2 separate regions of the Manis pentadactyla genome follow, and region 2 is linked to region 1. The links are chromatin contacts, called in public Hi-C maps. All regions are on one chromosome and are shown on one strand. Each heading gives the region's core, a stretch centred on a gene start, on an enhancer-like site or on the middle of the called end of the contact. The rest is flanking DNA. Distances are from core to core; before and after follow the strand shown. Region 1 holds the start of TARS2 (threonyl-tRNA synthetase 2, mitochondrial). Region 2 holds the start of ENSA (endosulfine alpha).

Evidence for each region. A called contact is a pair of places that touch in the nucleus more often than the background predicts.
Region 2: a Hi-C map of skin fibroblasts shows a contact between it and region 1, with 3 times the contacts expected there. The contact joins the promoter of ENSA here to the promoter of TARS2 in region 1. A contact is called at or near these places in 2 of 3 Hi-C or Micro-C datasets (fibroblasts and skin fibroblasts).

The regions. Positions count from the first base shown.
Region 1 is chr4:111,450,309-111,455,925 of mManPen7.hap1, forward strand. TARS2 (threonyl-tRNA synthetase 2, mitochondrial) reads left to right here and starts at 3,562. Exons shown (of 19, transcript XR_005028779.2): 1 at 3,562-3,718; 2 at 4,001-4,194; 3 at 4,519-4,642; 4 at 5,529-5,617.
Region 2 is chr4:111,594,701-111,600,317 of mManPen7.hap1, forward strand. ENSA (endosulfine alpha) reads right to left here and starts at 2,472. Exons shown (of 4, transcript XM_036905238.2): 1 at 2,266-2,472; 2 at 86-211. The coding sequence starts at 2,322.

The DNA.
Region 1 (5,617 bases), core at 2,312-4,811:
GCTTTGTGTGTTTGGCTCGAAAGGGTGTTGGCTAAACCAGTCCATCCTGGATCTTTTGGGGTTCATAGCAAATTAGATGTTTCAGCAACTTAACTTCCTTCATCCTCATTGTATTCCCTTGTTTTTGAGAATTGCTCAAGTCCTTTACTGCATAATTTGTGGGAAAGAGATAAAAAGACTAGAAACTTGCTACATTCTTTGGGGGGGGTATTTCAGTTGGAATGGGTAGAAAGGAGTTGGGCAGCAGCCAGTTCCTTCTGTTACCCCTTGCCTGGCTAGGAATTCTTTGCACTTACATGAGAACCACTTAAGGTCCCATATCTTCTAGGTAGCCAGTCACTGGTGAGAGCATGGAGTTTAGTAAAGGATTTGAAATCCTAATCGGTAGTGGGCTTAGTAGTATGATGCCATCTGTAAATGTATCGGACTTTTCACAGTACTTAGCTCTTTGTTTTGTACTTAAGAATTGATCCTAATATGACGCATCCCAGCACTGACTCCTGTGTCTGGGAGACTTCCTGTATTTTTCCCTTGGCCTTGACCTGACAAATCAGGGTTTAAAAGGCAGGGGTAGAAGTGACTTTCTGTCTTTCTCTAATACAGTTTCAAGAGGTCTTGGCTGAGGGAACTCTTAGTAGGGATTTATAGTGAGCCCAAGGCTTTGTTTTCAAAGCAAAGTTCTACTTACCTATGCCCTGATAGGAAGCATCCACCTCTTTATTTACTCAGCAAATTTGACTAGACTTCATCTCCCCTTGTGGCATCTTAAAGCAAAGTTCAGGTAAAAGCTTGGCCCCATCCTAAATCTTTATTACTAAGGAAATTTGAAAAAAACCTAACTACCCACACCACCTACTGTACCCTTTAGCCACTTGGCTAGTTCTCGGGGCCTCAAAAACATTTGGTGATAATGACATAACTTTTAGATAGTTTACCTTAAATTTCTTCTTTACCTCCAATATCTTTTCTACCTCTGATGCAGAGTTTTCCTTCTAAAAGCTAAGATAGATTTAGAGGTTTGTGTTGATCCTGATGACAATGGAAAATGTACTTTCAATGGAGAACATTCTTACATATAGTTTAGGATTATTAAAAAAACAAACCAACTCCTTAACCAACATTTTGGCTGACTAAGGATGTCTGTTCTAAAGGTGGAGTGAAGCTGAGAATTTCCCCAAATTTAGGATTTTGGGGAAATCCTGCTGAGGATTCCCTTTTCCCTAGACTTCTGTGAAATCTGGTATTCATAACCACTTGTTTTTCCTTAACTTTAGTCTGGTGGAGAAAATCTGTTAAGACATTTCTTGGCATTTTATTGGACCCCTCTCTCCACCCTTTTATTAAAGGCCTCTTTGGCCCCAAAGGCTCCATGTAGTGTACCCTGGAGAGAAGAAGGGAGCTGGGCTACTAAACATGCACTATGACTTCCAGTCCCCGAGAGGCAGTATGGCACGGCATAACACTGGCTGGGGATTCAGATTGACAGGAGCTTGACTTCTCTGAGGGTCATTTTCCATTTTAGAGGGAACAGGAGGAGCTAGTATTTGTCAGGGTTGTTCTCGGAATGGGGCAGCGAAGGCATAGCGCTTGGCATGTAGTCAAGTGTTCAGTGATATTCTGGGTGGCAGGTAAGAGCAGTTTTAAGAGGTTAACGGGTTAAAATTCCCTGAGGCTGACATACTAGTCGTAAATGAGAAGTTGTAAAAGAACCAGTGATTAATGAATTGGCCTTAGCTAGCTTGCTGTTCCTTGCTGGCTGCTTGCCTGACAGAGGGGGAGGAATGGAATAACTTGACATTCTTCCTTCCTCCACTGTAACAGTTACTTAGGTGATAATGTAGTAGGTGATATGCACCCCCTGAGTACTCGGTTTGGGGTACTGAGTACTCAGTACAGAATAAGCATTTAGTAAACATTTTGAGGGATGAGTGCAGGAAGCTGCCCTAACAGGGTAGCCTACTTATTCCACCATCCCTCTACTATCCTAACAAAAGAGGACAAGGTAGAATGATTAAAGAATCTGTGTGTCAGTATACGTATTTCTTGTAGTTTTAAGTCAGTACAGTGATTGGTACATTCTTAATTCAATACTTACTTATTAAGCAACTGCCATTTTGTTACCTGCAATATAATGCTCACCCTCTATTTTGTTGCAGAGACATGGGGAAAATTCTTGTTGTCACACTTTCTGAATGCCATTTAAAAATTCTCACTACCTTCTCTTCAACCCCACCACGAGTTATCTTCCTCTACCACAGTCTTGTCTATTTCTGTTTGTATTGCAGGGTGTCTTAACATACCAAGACATGGAGCCAAGACTCAGAGTGGTGCCTGTGACTCAGGTCAACTGCTGCCTTTCCCAGAAAGAACCGCTGGCCTCTGGAAATCTAATAGATTAAACAGCTTTCTCTGACAGCTCTTCCTCCACAGTTCTTGATTCCATCACCATTGGAAACTTGAGAACCAACTCTAACCATCCCCAACCCCAGGTGAGGGGACTAAGGGGAGTTACTGAAAAATGTCACACCTGCCCCCAAGTCCATTTCCCCTCATATTTTACTGTAAATCTGATAGTGTTTCAATTTTTACTGTGTAAAATAAATATACCTAGTCATGTGTCCTAGGTATTTTCAGGGAGAGAGAAGAGAAGGGATAAAAGAAATTGAGAACTAGGATGGGAATGAGGCAAAAGTTTTGTGTAGGAAGCAGAGAGCTAAGATTGTAGGGTCAGGTGCCTCTTTCTGAAGTGACGGGGGCATATATTGGGAGGAAACTCGATTACCAGAGAAAGCATGGTGTAGTAGAAGAGTACAAGACCTGGATTCAGGATCAAGCATCAGCACTATTGTTTGATCTTAAGTCACTTAACCCTCTCTCGCCTTAAATTCCTCATCTGTAAGATGAAGAGGTCTCTAAGGCCCCTCTTAAGTACCATTAGAAATAAGGGACTTCAAGAAGTGCTCTCTGCAGAGTCTTTGCTCCAGCCCCAAAGCTGTTCTATTCATCTATTCTAAGAGCTTGTCGATTTTGTTGCTCATTACCCTACACCACGCAATAAATCAGATTATTTACATGAAACTAACCTCAACCTCAAGTGATACTGTTGTTATTCTCATTTTATAGATGAGAAAATTAAATCTTAGACCAAAATTAATCTACCCAAAATTACATAGTGAATGGCAAATCAGGATTTACACTAAGTCAGTCTGGCTTCAGTCTGTGCTTTTACCTGTTTTCTACAAACAGCAAAGACTAGGTAATAGAAAATCTAAGGTTAAAAGGAAATGACTAAGTGCCTTTTTCGGTCTGTTTTTCTCCACTCCCACTCTCACGCTCCGGAGTTTTCCTACCCCTGTCCTTAAACTGCAGGACATCTTGCTGCTGCTTTTGGGCTGCACCTGCAGGTCGAGGGAATGCCGGGGTGTGTAACAGTTTAGGTCTTCCGGTCAACCGGAACCTCCTACACCGCTGCTTGTGCTGTGTGGAGTGTACCTCTTCCGAGTTCCTGGAAGTGGTCCCAGATTAGAGTGGCAGCTCTAGTAACCAATAGACATGGGTATTGTCGGGCCAGAAACCAATTGAGGAATCTGGTGAAGCAGACGCGACGATTAATTTGAGGATGTAGGCATGAGTCTGAAGGAACATGGGGCTGTATCAGCGGTGGCGGCGGCTCCGGTTCCCAGGGTTACAAACCTGCAGGCTACACACGGACCGTAAGGTACCCCAAAGTTACGAACGGCATCGGGCTCAACCCAGCATGACACTCCCTGCCCCCGCCCTGAGTACCCGGACTCGACTACCCTAGCCCTTAGTTGCATCATCTTTTTCCTGGGGTCAACAGCCTGGGGATCGTCGGGCTCCCCGCCTAGGGCCCTGTGTTACCCAATCCTCTTAAGAGTGGGGATTGGGACCAAGGCCACTTAAATGACCTCATCTCCCACCATCCCCAGTCCCAGGAAGGAATGCTGGGACCTATGTCACCTAACATCTTTCCTGCCAGGCTGTGCGTACGCCTCCACACTGGTTAGCAGAGCGGCTTAGCCTTTTTGAGGAGCTATGGGCTGCTCAAGTAAAGAGATTAGCAAGCATGGCACAGAAGGAACACCGGACTATTAAAATAACACTTGCTGGAGGCCAGAAAATGGATGCTGTAGCATGGAACACAACTCCTTACCAACTAGCCCAGCAGATCAGGTACGAGACCCATTTCATAGCTACCAGGGTGATTATTCTACCATTGTACTTATTTGGACTTCATCAGGGAAAGAAAATTATGCTTGTTTCTATTCCATCCCCATTAATATAGTCTTTTCCTGAGGGTCCTGCATTAGTTTTTATCTGCATTAGTTTCAGAGTCTTTGCCCTTCCTCTGTTATCTTTTGGGAAAAGAATGGTAGGTTGTATTGCTGTGGTAACACCTTTCCCCTTTGCAAGTTTGGAGTTGCTAAGAGATTAGTCCTCTTCCCCTGTGGATTGTAAATGGTCTTTTTCTTTATCTCCCATCGTCCACTGCTGAAGTTCACCTCTGGCAGATACTGCAGTTGCTGCTCAAGTGAATGGAGAACCTTATGATCTGGAGCGGCCCTTGGAGACCGATTCTGACATCAGATTTCTGACATTCGATTCCACAGAGGGAAAAGCAGTAAGTTCCTTTTCAGGAATACAGTGTCTACTAAACTAAGAGGTATTGAAGTAGGGCATTTCTAGTATTTATTTCTTTTGCCTCACTTTCTCCAGTTGTAATAGGGAGGAAAACCTACCACAGATGGCTTGTCTTGACTACTTGTGGCTAAGCTGGAAATTTAAGATGAAGGTTTTTACTTAGTTTAGATCTATTAAGCAGACATCATTTGTGCTAGTGAAAGGGAGAGATGGTAAGTTGAAAACAGGATAATGTTAATATGCCGACTCAGTGCCCCACCTTGAGACCTTCATTATAAATCAACTTTAGTGTATTTAATTCTAATCTGGCTTCCACAGCTGAGCACACAACCTGGCCTCCTCCCCATGTCACCTTGTCCTCTTCTTGTCAGTTTGGGTAATGCAGACATCATCTGTTAGTATCCAGAAAAAATTAAGTTCTCATTTCACCTATGTGTAAGTGGTGACCAAATCCTACAGGAGTAGTTGCATCACACTAGATTCCTAGGATAGAAAAAAAAATAGGACTAAAAGAACAGAGCCCTTAGGAACCACTGTCTTCAGAAATTAGTTTACTCTGAAGCCCTAAAAGGGGATGTTAGGAGCAGCAAAAGACAACTGGCTGGTTTCCTACTTTTAGGCTGCAGGACCAGGAAGCACTGAGGAGTGGGGCTACAAGCTGCTGTCTTCAGTACACTACTCTTACTGGCCTGTTGCTTTCTTTTCTGTTCTTTTGGTCACTGTCAAGGTCAGGTTCCCCATTTTGTGAAAGTTATTCCTAAAAGAGTCATATTGGTTTCATACCAGCTTCTCTGAGGCAAGGATCAGCAAACTGGAGGTTAAAGAAGAATGTTATGAACTCATGAACTCCTTTCTTGTGAACCCAGGTATTCTGGCACTCCAGCAGCCATGTCTTGGGGGCAGCAGCTGAACAATTCCTAGGTGCTATACTCTGCCAAGGTCCGAGTACAGAATG
Region 2 (5,617 bases), core at 1,222-3,721, 140 kb after region 1:
ATGAGAATTCAGAACTTCCACAGATCTCATCCCTAAAGTCTCCTTTGGTTCCAGAGTAAGAAAGTAAAGAGATTGTGCCCCATACCCCTTTCTGAAGCCTCTTCATGAGGAAGTCAGATCCACCAGGCTTTTGTCCTAGGCTTGGATATTTGGCCTTTAGCTTTGCCTCTTCAGCTCTCTCAGGGAGAATACCTTCTTTCTCCTGTGTGTCCTACAGGAAACAAATGGACCAATAAAATTAATGACTGAGAAGAAACTGCTTCTAATACCTAATAAACATGTATACTACCAACTTTCCCTGAAGATCCACCCACTTGGAAACACGCTATTTCCACTCTGCTCTTATATAAAGCTGGACCTTTGTTCAAATCCCTAAAGCTTAAGATGACTGTATTGTGAGAAGAAAAAGACAAGCTAGTTTTCACACGATGCCCAGGGAACCACCTCCATGATGTGAGTATTGGGTTAAAGGTAATAACTAAATACAATACTTGAATCAGAATGAGCCACAGCTCACTCAGCACAGAAGCTAGGAAAGAAAACAAGAGGGAAGAGCTAGCCAGAACTTCTGATGATACAAGATGAGTAGGAAAGCTAACACACAGTACAGGTAAATGGGAAATCAAAAAGGATAATTCTGCTGAAATGTTCCCTCCTTACTCAAGAGTGTAAGATAGTCATCTGATAAGTCTCTGTGGAGGAAGCTACAGCTACGTGGTCTCCAAAAACACTCCACCTCAGTAATCGGACAAAGTTGCTTTAGTATTTCCACAAACATTATGGTAGGAAGATGACAGGTAAACAGATGGAAAGGACACTGTTTCTAACCTCGGGAGAATTGAGATACAGTATGTTCACTAGTATTTACCCAGTTTTTTTTTTGGTATCATTAATGTAAAATTACATGAGCAACATTATGGTTACTAGACTCCCCTCATTATCAAGTTCCCACCACATACCCAAATTTACAGTCACTGTCCATCAGCGTAGTAAGATGCTATAGAATCACTACCTGTCTTCTCTGTGTTGCACTGCCCTTCCTGTGCCCCAGTCTCTACATTATGTGTGCTAATTGTAATGCCCCCTTATCCTCCTTCTCCCTCCCTTCCCACCCATCCTCCCCAGTCCCTTTCCCTTTGGTAACTGTTGGTCCATTCTTGGGTTCTGTGATTCTGCTGCTGTTTTGTTTCTTCAGTTTATTCTTAGTTTTTATACTCCACAGATGAGTAAAATCATCTGATACTTGCCTTTTTCTGCCTGGCTTATTTCACTGAGCATAATACCCTCTAGCTCCATCCATGTTGTTGCAAATGGTAGGATTTGTTTTCTTCTTATGGCTGAATAATATTCCATTGTGTATATGTACCACATCTTCTTTATCCATTCATCTACTGATGGACACTTAGGTTGCTTTCATTTCTTGGCTATTGTAAATAGTGCTGCGATATACATAGGTATTACCCAGTTTTTACCAAAAAGTCAACACCTTCCCAGTGGGGCAAGTGATGAAAGTTTGGGTAACAGCCAGGAGCTCAACTCGCTTGCAGAGGCTTTCACTGGTGGTGGTATTCTCTTCTTGCTTTTTGTGGGCCCTGCTGCCCTTTAGTAATTTTTGAAAAGGACCTAAACCCAGTAAGAAGTGGATTTCGGGTGTTTTCATCACATAATTGCAGGTGAGCTTAGTACGACCACTTGCCTTGGATGTCCTGGGGGAATAAGGTGGCGTCTTTCTTGTCACGACGCTCCCGGTGTCTTTCTAGGTTTAACCTCCATTATTCTGTATGGAACTCTAGCCCTCTACAATCCTGTTCGGTCCTCACTGAAGGTGGGCAACAGACCAACCCCAACCGTCAAAACAGATCTCTTGAGAAAGCTGCAGCCTTAAACTAACCATAATAATAATTTCTCTTCTCCCTACCCCCAAGTGCTGGTCCTTTGTAAAATTCTTTACCTCGACGTGTATCTTTCTGAGGACTCAGGATGCTGACCGTAGCCTGGTTGTCCGGTCATTAACACATACTAACCAAGAACACACACTGCATCTTGGGACCACCACCCCCTTTCATTCACTCAGTTTTTCCAAACACCCGCCCTGCGCCCAAGCTCGGCCAATTAGAGCACAACTTAAGTCTGCCTGCGTGACGTATGAAGTAGCCAACCCCTGCAGGACCTGAGACAATGGCGACCAATTCGCAGCGGTGGGAGACCGACTGCCGCCCCATCACGGTCGCCCCCTGCTCGCAGCCCGCACCCCCTCCATTTCACCTGCTTCTCCTCGCCGGTCTCCTCCGCAGGGTTCTCCTCTTCTTGTTTCTGGGACATGGCGGGGCCGGGGCTGTGGCGTGTAGGGGGCCCGGGAAGTCAAACGGAGAAGGGAAGGGGGAGGGGAAACGGGGACAACCTGCGCGGCTGCTTCGGCTCCTGTCACTAAGGTTGCTCTGTCAAAATGGCGGCTCCTGCGTGTGACGCCGCGGCCGCCCTTTCCATTGGGAGCCAATGGAAGTGGGGTAGATGCTGCAATGACGTAACGACCTACCAATAATTGCCGGCTAAAGGCGGGAGGGAGGCGACGGGCAAGCTGGAACACCAGTCTAGAAAGAGCGTGAGCCACAAGGGCCAATTGGAAGCCCATGGGAGATGTGGGGGCGGCACTGCTAAGCTTTGGCAATTTTGCCCAATGGTGGTGGCGTCAGACCTCTGACACCACTCTCGGTTCCCTGGCAGGCGTTGCCGAGTTTCAAACGGGAGTTAAAGGATGTACGCATTTTATTTCAAGGTGGAGAGGATTAAGCCTTGGGCATTGTTAGCAGAAAATGGTCGATCTTAAATAATTTGGAAGTGAGAATGGACTTTAAAGTGATACTCAACGACATTCCAATGTGTCATTTGGTTTGCGGAAAGGAGAGACTTGAGTCCTCAATCCGAGTCATTTCGCAGAACACAAATAGCATACGTTCTATGATTTAACTTAATCTTAAAGACACTGTTATACTTACTTGTTAGGGGTCATACCATGAAGACAAAGCTCCTTGAAACAGCACAGTTCTAAGTATATGGTAAACATTTAGTAAATTGTTAACACTAGTTAACCAATCTGGAGTCACAGTACAATATTTCCATAAGGGTCTGTTTGTAGATGGTACTGTATTAATTTTACAGGGGATATTTGGATAGTAAGGCAGTCTCTGCCTTTCGGAAGCTTATTAGTGGGCGTTGGAGCTGAGGTTGGAGGGGGTCATTCATAGTGTGCCAGGAGTACCCCGAATCCCCAAAATTAAATCGACACATTGTCCTGGAGTGGTAGCCATGGCATTTTTCATATTTAAAAAGTCTACTAGTAATAACAGTGCAAAATTCATATTAAATTTTAATTTTCCAGGCAATGTGTTGTAACAAATAACCTTGGGGCTATCTGTTCTTTTTTCTGTGTAATTAGAAATTTTCTGTATAATCCTTTTCTAATAGAGAAATTTGACAAACACTGGGATACACAGATTATTATCATAAAAGGAAAAATCTGATTAGCATTGAAATAAAAGTGTTAATAAAGGGCTACACGGGTTCAAATGAAGGCTCATATTCAGTATGGGGTCCAAAAGAAGACTTTGTGTCAGAGGTGGTTGTAAGTCCGCAGAGAGGAAATCCTGGGGCAAAATACCTCTGAAAATGGAAATCAGTCAAAGGGAGAAATAAAGTTTAAAATTCAATTATTGTTTACAAACTGCAGTCTGGGCCCCTCTCTCTTTCCTGCTCCAGAAGAAGTACCCTCTCAGGTACAGATAAGCCCTCCATGCCCAGGTAATTACCCATTGATATGGAGATGAACTTCTCTCCACCCCTGAGGAATGATGCAAATGTACTAAAGCCATACTTCTTTCCACATCTGAATGCCTATTGATATGCAGATGTACTAAAGCCAGGCGAGATATTCTGGAAACACTACAATTTTACCCACAGGCCACCCCTCTAGAAATCTCGCCTTATAATTTACTCATTCTCCCTCTTCCAACCAATCTAATAACATATAATAGCAACAGCAATAAAATCATAATAATCCTCAAGCCAGAGGATTCAGCCTATGCAGATTAAGTAAATGTACTTTACAGCACAATCTTTCACTAAGCACAAAATGTTTCTACACTTGTTCATTCATTCCTAACAACTATGCTAGATTACTCACAAACTTTTGCCAGACATTAGACAAAGTCAAGCCTCTCTTTAAGCACTTTTTTCTTGACAAGAGCAACACAATCATGATAACTCTCAAACCAGAGGATTCAGCTAGGTTCAAAGTCCCATGCAGATTAAGTCCAAAGCTCATCCATTCCAGCTGTCACATGTCAGCTGCAGCCAGGGGGCACATCCAGGACACAAGGACTGTAGAAGAAAATAACTCTGATTGTAGGGGGTCACTTTGCTGTTCTTCTAGGAATACACAGGAGGCCAGCTTCCAGGCCTTTTACCCAAGGTGCCAGGAGGGCCAGCCATCGCTGGCCAATGTGTTGAAATATCCAGGGCCATGTCCATTTTATTCCTAATTGCTGCACACATCCTTGCAATGCATGTCCAATAAAGTGGGTGCCTTGATCACTCTCAATCACTGGCGACCGGCCATAGGCTGCAAAGAGATGCACTAAGCCCCTCGCGGTGGTTTGCTGATCTGCACAATGTGCAGTGCACTCCTTCTGGGCTCGGCTGACTTCTTCAAAGGTCAATGGCAAGCCCCACTGACAGGCTACAGTTCCCATTGCCTTTTGCCCAGCATGCAACAAACGCTGATGTAGCCATTGGGACACATCAGAGGCAGGCTTTCCTTCTAGCCAGCACACCTAGGACAATGTGTCTGCTTCATCATTCCCTGGAGGTGCCAAAGGCAAATGGCCGGTCACATGATATATGGTAGGTGTCTGTGCTACACCACTCTGTGGCCTTTGGGTCCAGTCTCGCACCCACCTTGCGATGGGATAGGTGGTTATTACTTTGGTCAGAGCTGTTCTGGCGGTGGGCTCCATAGCCAGTGTTAGAAAAAGCATAAAACCTAAATGTGATTTATTCCCACCAGGAGGTTTAAACATTTTAACAGGAAGGTATTAACAAAGGGCCATGTGGTGGAAAATATGCCAGGAAGCTGCTCAGGCTGAGAGTCGGGGTGTGAGGGGGGAATTGGTAAAGGCCTGGCTATACCTGTTTGAGTTTTTTTAAACCTACCAGTGAAATTAAGACAAATGTGAGAGAAGGCCCAATGTGGATATAATTGGCTTAGGCGACATCCAGGAAAGAATGTGAACCCTGTAGTTCTCAGCCAATGAGGAACCAAGGGAGGGACTTGCGTACTAGGGAATAAATTACTTGGTGCCAGCGGCCTCAGGTGTGCCTGACCACCAGACACCCGATCTTGCAAGATCGTCATTAAAGCCTCACTCCGCTGTTCTCTTTGTCTCCATGTGCACTTATTGAGTTTGGACCAGTGAGTGTGTTTCTCACAGTCAGCAAGGCATGGTACACAGCAGCCAGTTGCTTCTCTATCAAGGTGACCTGGACCTCTGCTCCTTTCCATAGTTGTGGCCAGGCTCCAGCTGGCAGCAGGAGCAGCAGCAGTGGCAGAAGCAGTAGCCTT